Linked DNA regions of Mus musculus: region 1 is linked to region 2. A link is a contact called in public Hi-C data. All regions are on one chromosome and are shown on one strand. Each heading gives the region's core, a stretch centred on a gene start, on an enhancer-like site or on the middle of the called end of the contact. The rest is flanking DNA. Distances are from core to core; before and after follow the strand shown.

What was found. Hi-C and Micro-C count contacts between places; a contact is called where the count stands out from the background.
Region 1: a contact with region 2 is called in a Hi-C map of the P5424 cell line, with 3 times the contacts expected there. The contact joins two enhancer-like sites. A contact is called at or near these places in 1 of 39 promoter capture datasets (stem cell-derived epiblast-like cells), 2 of 15 datasets of contacts at CTCF or cohesin (CD8 T cells and large pre-B cells), 38 of 484 Hi-C or Micro-C datasets (the Ba/F3 cell line, CD4 T cells, the G1E-ER4 cell line and 14 more), 9 of 115 datasets of contacts at active chromatin or transcription factors (acute myeloid leukemia and embryonic stem cells) and 1 of 9 other capture datasets (embryonic stem cells).

The regions. Positions count from the first base shown.
Region 1 is chr2:60,422,666-60,426,044 of GRCm38.p6, reverse strand. It overlaps Pla2r1 (phospholipase A2 receptor 1), which reads left to right. Exons shown (of 30, transcript NM_008867.2): 26 at 553-693; 27 at 1,670-1,786; 28 at 3,264-3,379. Among named protein-coding and RNA genes, the nearest start is that of Gm13580, 13 kb to the right of the region's middle. Within about 2 kb of position 2,049, at least 11 of the 459 cell types and tissues checked have an H3K27ac peak or open chromatin away from gene starts, as enhancers often do. A contact at or near this core is called in the P5424 cell line, where this site is marked.
Region 2 is chr2:60,047,986-60,051,506 of GRCm38.p6, reverse strand. The region is part of intron 2 of Baz2b (bromodomain adjacent to zinc finger domain, 2B); the gene reads left to right. Among named protein-coding and RNA genes, the nearest start is that of Gm13572, 13 kb to the right of the region's middle. Within about 2 kb of position 1,981, at least 22 of the 459 cell types and tissues checked have an H3K27ac peak or open chromatin away from gene starts, as enhancers often do. A contact at or near this core is called in the P5424 cell line, where this site is marked.

The DNA of each region.
Region 1 (3,379 bases), core at 800-3,299, 370 kb before region 2:
TAAATCGCCCATTTCATAAGGTTGCATTATTTACTTATATTGTGGGTACTATTACCTACAGCACACATACTTTGCATAATTGTAGATGAAAACAACTCAGGATTAGATATGAGCAATACCTATAGGCAGGTACACACAAGTAGGGGCTTTAGACATCTGTGACACTTAGCCCTGCACAGGACACATATTATACCGTTAGACATCCTTTTCTCAGCATCGTTCAGCTACTGCTTCCTCTCTGCAGTGCATCTTACTGATGTCCCAACTTTAGAATGGCAGTAGACAGCCACCCTCACCAGGCAGCACTCAAACCGACAAAACACTTTTATCCACCCTTCATGTTTAGGGAAAGAGTTTGCTAACAGAAATGCAAGAACTAGGGTTAACCCTAGTCTGTAACCATCAGCATCAAATCCAGCCTTTGGGGTCTTCTGATGAAAACCTCATGTGCACATTGGTTATGCATGGCCTTTCATGGAATGGAAAATAAGGGTTATCTCGGTCTACGAGCCCAGACACCAGCCTGAAACCATACCCGTTTTTTCTTCATAGAAACAAAGGCATTTGAGCACCCAGGGCTGTGCTCAGAAACATCAGTTCCCTGGATAAAATTTAAAGGTAACTGCTACAGTTTTTCCACAGTCCTGGACAGCAGGAGTTTTGAAGATGCTCATGAATTTTGCAAAAGTGAAGGTAATTCTTCTGTGGGGCTAACATACTTGCATGTCCTCTCAGCAGCTCAGTAAACAGTGTGCTTTCTCGCAGGCTGATTATCCAGGGACTTTAGGGGCCACGAGGACTACTGAAAAAATAAAAAATAAAAAATAAAAAAACTATTGAATTTGCTTATTAGGGGGACAACTATTATAGGCAGTTCAAGTCCCAGTGCAGACTTTGAAAACCCAAGAGTGTGCCTCGGTGTAGAGCTTTCCTACAAAATTCTTCTGAAGCCATGCGCGTTGTGAAATTTTAATGTTCTCTAAACTGGCTAATCAGTATTTTAACTTTTAAATGAAAGCTTTGTACACTTTTATACTTAAATCAAACATCACATTGTAGGTGGGTGTGGTGACGTGGGGCCTTTAATCCTAGTCCTCAGGAGGCAGGGAAAGATCGGTATGCGCTTAAGGGCAAGGTCTACATAGTGAGTTTCAAGCTAGCCAGGGGCACATAGTGGGACTTTGATTTTATTTGTTTTGTTTTTAATCACCTTGAATTTGTGTGTGTGTGTGTGTGTGATGATATCAGGTGTCTTTCTCAACCACACTCCATTCTGTATATTTGAGACCAAGTCTCTCACTGAACCTGGCCAGTGAGCCCTACTGGACCCCTCTGTCTCTGCCTCTCCACCTCTGATCTTTACCTCAGTCCTGAGGCGGCAGCCTTGGGTCCTTGGGTCCTTGGGTTTCTGCAGCAGGCACTTTAGTGGCTCATCATCTACTCAATCACTTTTTAACAATAAAAACCAGGAGTTGGGGCTCCAGATCATCCTTAGAGCTCCTGCCTAGCATGGCAAGGCCCTGGAGTTCCAGCCCCAGTAGTAGGAAGGGAAACCGTGTGTTGAGTAACCGAACGATTGTTTTTCAAAGCCAGGGCTTCAGGAATCAGGGCCCAGAAACATTTCTGAGTCCCCTTTACCTTGCTTATTGGCTGCTTGTCCCTTTTACAGGATCTAATCTGTTGGCAATCAGGGATGCGGCTGAAAATTCATTTCTCCTGGAAGAGCTTCTTGCGTTTGGGTCTTCTGTGCAGATGGTTTGGTTGAATGCTCAGTTTGATAATAACAGTAAGTGCCATGGGTGCAGAGGAGGCGCAAGTAAACACGCAGTCCTGAAGGCCTCTGGGAGCCCCAGGATGCCTCTTGAACACAATTGCTGTGAAAATATAGTGTGAACCCTAAAGCCACACCTCCAAACAAAACAAACGGACAAGTTAACCTTCACTGGGACACTGAAGCTGCTAGTTCCAGCTCTGTCCCCGGGCTTAGTCATACAAAGGCAAGACACGTTGACCTGAAAACACCCCACTTTCTCAAGCGTTCGGTATAAACCACAACAGGATGGGGGAGCTGTTTCAGTGAACAGCTGTGCTTTTTGAATCCTTATAGACACCAGTGTGTATAATCGGAGGCACACTATTCTTTATGTAACTGATTGTCTTGGTCAGGGTTTCTATTCCTGCACAAACATCATGACCAAGAAGCAAGTTGGAGAGGAAAGGGTTTATTCAGCTTACACTTCCACACTGCTGTTCATCACCAAGGAAGTCAGGACTGGAACTCAAGCAGGTCAGGAAGCAGGAGCTGATGCAGAGGCCATGGAGGGATGTTCCTTACTGGCTTGCTTCCCCTGACTTGCTCTGCCTGCTCTCTTATAGAACCCAAGACTACCAGCCCAGAGATGGTCCCACCCACAATGGGCCTTTCCCCCTTGATCACTAATTGAGAGAATGCCTTACAGTTGGATCTCATGGAGGCATTTCCCCAACTAAAGCTCCTTTCTCTGTGATAACTCCAGCTGGGTCAAGTTGACACAAAACTAGCCAGTACACTGATGTTATTGAAAAGTACTTGTAAAGAAAAGTATTTTAATTGGCATAGAGAGTGTGTCACAGTGGTGCAGGATGGTGGGTATGGAGACCCTCCTCGCAAGGGGTATTTTAATCCTGGACATTGTTTGAATTTCTAGCCGATGGCGATAACCAAAGGCAAGCCAACTTGCAGTTCACTTTGTTGTTAGTTATAAATTCTTTTCAGACAGTGCAACACACCACACACACCACACACACACACCACACACACACACACACACACACACATACTTACACACACACACACATACACACACACACACACACACACATACACACACACACACACTTACACACGCACACATACTTACACACACACACATATCACACATACACACATACTTTCACACACGCACACACGCACACACCGTATTAACTATGTATGGGCTGAATTTTCCCACTGAATCACTTCCCGTATAAGAATGGCTTTAGGAAATGAACCTTCTTGCTATGGTGTTGATGTTAGAATTTCAAGGGATTTTCTATACATTAATTTTACTTTCTATGTGACCGCCTGGCTGGATACGTATCTTTTTTGATGTTTTGTTCATGAATATACTCATGGAATTAAATGTGCCTCCTTAAATTTGGAGGCTGCTTTAAGGACTGATCCCAGTCTTAGACTGTTAATCATGCACTTCATTCATAACAAGCCAGCATTTTTTTTCCCACAGACAAAACCTTAAGGTGGTTTGACGGAACACCCACAGAGCAGTCCAACTGGGGCCTTCGGAAGCCAGACATGGACCACCTCAAGCCACATCCGTGTGTTGTCCTGAGGATCCCGGAA
Region 2 (3,521 bases), core at 732-3,231:
TTTTGCAGAAGAGAAAATTAGAAAAATTTGAGCTTTGCAAAATCCTGAAAACTTTTTAAAACAGTCATGCGTTTTACATAGAATATAGATATGAAGAATATGAGCAGAATATCCTGAGTGAGGTAACCACCCCTTGTGAATATTCAGTGGCAGTTTCACCTGTTGCTATCATTATACTCAGACAGTTTAAATGATAGTAACTGCATTATTCAACAGCTGATTAGTAAGTAGCTATTTATAGATAGTGGTAAGGTTAAAGAGGAGAGGACTACACAAAGACTCACGTGACTTATTCTGTGGGTAAAAGGCAAGATAAGGTTTAATTTGCTGGGGGACAGTCAGCACTGTGAAGAGAAATAAAGTGAGTTCATGGCTGTGAGTGTGTTGGGGGCTTTCGAGGAGCCTTGTAAGGTTTAACTAAGACCAGGAGAGTTGTATCTGTTTTAAAGCAGTTGGCCTTTTGCTGGGGCAGTCTCTCAGCGAGCTACTAACTTAAGTTCTTGACTTAAGTTCTCACTACCGGATTCAGCTCCTTAGGCCTTCCGTTTCCTTCATCGTCTGCCTAGAAGTCCCGCCCCTGAACCCACATTCTAGTCCAAACCAGTCAGCAGCAACACAACTTTTGATGTCTCTTAGGGTTGGCCTTGGGCACTGAGCTGTTTGACCTTTCCAATGGCAGCTTTCTTCTTATCTTTTACATATAGAAAACCTGAGATGGGTCTGTAGAAATGACAATACCAAAATCCTGCCCCACTTAGCTCTTTTAACAATTGAAAACACAGGGACACACCTTCTTACCAGCCAGGTCTCTCGACTGAAGTTCAGGGGAGTTAAAGAGCACTCTCCTAAGGCTTTTCTAACCAGAAAGTGGTTTAGTTGCAGTCCCAAAGGCGAATATTTGGTGCGTTCCAAGGAGGACCAGCGAACCAGCACAGATGGAGTTCTGTGAGTGTCCAGCAAAGTAAAAAGGGAGTCAGAGAGCTTTTATATTATTTGGGTCTTTTTGTTGTTAAGTTTTTAAGACAACATTTTGCATTGTTGCTTTAGCTGGCCCATAACTCATTTTTGTAGCATAGGCTGGCTTCAAATTCATGATGTCCTCCTGCCTCTTTAATGCTTCATTTACAGGCATGAGCCGTCCTACCTGATTCTTGTTGTCCAACCAGTGTTTTCCAAAGTAATTTTGTTAGAACATTGGTTGTATGGAGCATTAAATAAAGCGAAGTTTCCATGGTTAAGTAAAGCTGGGAGAGTTAAATTAGGCCAGGCACACATTACATTCTGGTAAAGGCAGTTTGGAAAGCTCTGATCAGAATATTCTGAGTTTGAGCCTAGGATTCTGTCTCAAAACCAAGGAGAACTAGAGGGAGGGAGCTAGGAAGGAAGAGAAGAGCTGCGAAGGAAGGGGAAGTGGAAAGCAGCATTGTAGAAGAGGCTTCTTTCATGTAGCAGCTGTCCCTGGGCATCTCTGTGTTTGAGAATTTACAACATGTTTGACCCTTCAAAGGATATCTTATAAATGCATCGTACATGCTGTGGTAGACGCACCCTAGGTGGTACTAGAGACTAACTACAGGTTAGTACTGTATTTCCCAAAACTTGGTCTTGCACAGTGACTTTGCTTTTTCTTGGCAGCTCTTGGAGCCTGTTCTTCTATTTAAACATTCATCTTTTTTTCACGATTCCTTCCTTTTCTTTCTAAATATTTTCCAAGTATATTCTTCTCTATGATATTTAAATCCTGTGTGTGTGTGTGTGTGTGTGTGTGTGTGTGTGTGTGCGCGCGCTCGCGCCAAGGTCTTGTTCTCTAGTCCAGACTGCCTTTGAGATCTTCCTGCCTCAATCTCTCCAGTGCTGAGGCCAGACCTGAGCTCCTACTCTCAAGCTGAAAGCCTAAGTATTCTTGGAGGATGGCATGATGTCTCATTGTGCCTGTGGCAATAAGCTGAGAGCCTGATGCCTCTTGCTGAGCGCTGTTCATCCATCTCTCAGTGTTGCTTTAACTGATAGCACAGAGCTAACTAGGTCACTCTCCTGCCGAAACTCCTGTACTGACTGCTGGCATTGTGGACGCTCATGAAATCTTTCATAAACTGTTCCTTTTATCTGAACTTCTGCCTCAGCTTCCAGTACTCACCACTCCCTACGTTTAGAATCATTTAACTGTTTTAAAGTAGGTGATGCACATGCAGGTTTTTTTTTTTTTTTTTAAGTTCAGTTTTCGAGACAGGGCTTCTCTGTGTAACAGCCTTGGCTGTTCTAGACTTGGCTGTTCTAGACTTGATTTGCAGACTAGGCTGGCCTTGAACAAACAGATCCCCCTCCCTCTGCCTCCTGAGTCCTGAGCCTTGTTTTTTTGAGACAGGGTGTCACTGTGTTTGTTGCTCTGGCCATCTTGGAACTCATGGAAATCTGCCTGCCTCTGCCTCCTGAGTGCTTGGATTAAAGTGTCTACCACTGCATCAGGCTGATTTTTTTATTTTTAAACGTTCAGATGTTGGACAGTTCACACTTCAGGAAGTAGAGACAGGCAGATCTCTGAGTTCAAGGCTAACCTGATCTACAGAGAGAGTTCCAGGTCATCCAGGGCCACACAGAGAAAGACACCATGTCCTGAAAAACAAACAAAACAACCCCCCCAAAAAAAAGTTCAGAGTAGATATCATCTGCAGGAATATTCAAGATCTTTCTGGGGAAATCAGGCACTCCCGGATAAATCTTATCAGAGTGGGGAGCACTGCTCTCCCCCCTTTCATACAGTCCACTTCATATCGTGTCCAATGTCTGATCCCATAAGCAGATACTGCAGAGTTGAGATTTGTTCGGTAGTGGAACAAATTCTGATGGAAAGACCTATTCCATTCTATTTCTTTACTCATAAAACTGTTAGGACTATAGATTAAAATGGATAGAGTTGGGAAGATGGCTCAGCAGTTGAGGGGGTGACTGCTCTTCCAGAGAATCTGGGTTCAATTCCTATCACTCACATGGCAGTTCACAGCAAACTGTAATTCTAGGACCTGATTCCCTCTCATAGACATACATGCACATAACACCAGTGCACATAAAATAAAAATAAATAGACCATTTTTTAAAAGCCTCAGAAAAATGTTTAAAAGATATATAACTGAAGTTTTGAAAGGAAAACTGGAAAATTAAGGAGCCCAAACTTGAGTATGAATTCTCATTTATGATTCACACAAAAATATGTTAGCTCTATAGGGAACCACTCAGTAAATAGGGTCTCATCAAAGGTGAAGACATTCACTTTGCAGAAGATCCTATCACAATGATAAAAGGTCCAGCATGGAGTGGGGAGGGGTTCCCAAGTCCCTGCTCCTAGCTGAGGGTTATTGGCAGTCGCTAGCTAGCTACTGCTGAAAGGAGAGTGTTTTCTTTAGGAGTGTGGCCAATGGTGGGCTCCCTGTGCCCTGCCGTGGTGCTGTAGCATGCAGATGATGAACGACAGCAGCAATCTGACCAGCGAGCTAAAAAAATAATAGGAATTGGTTTTAAAAGGT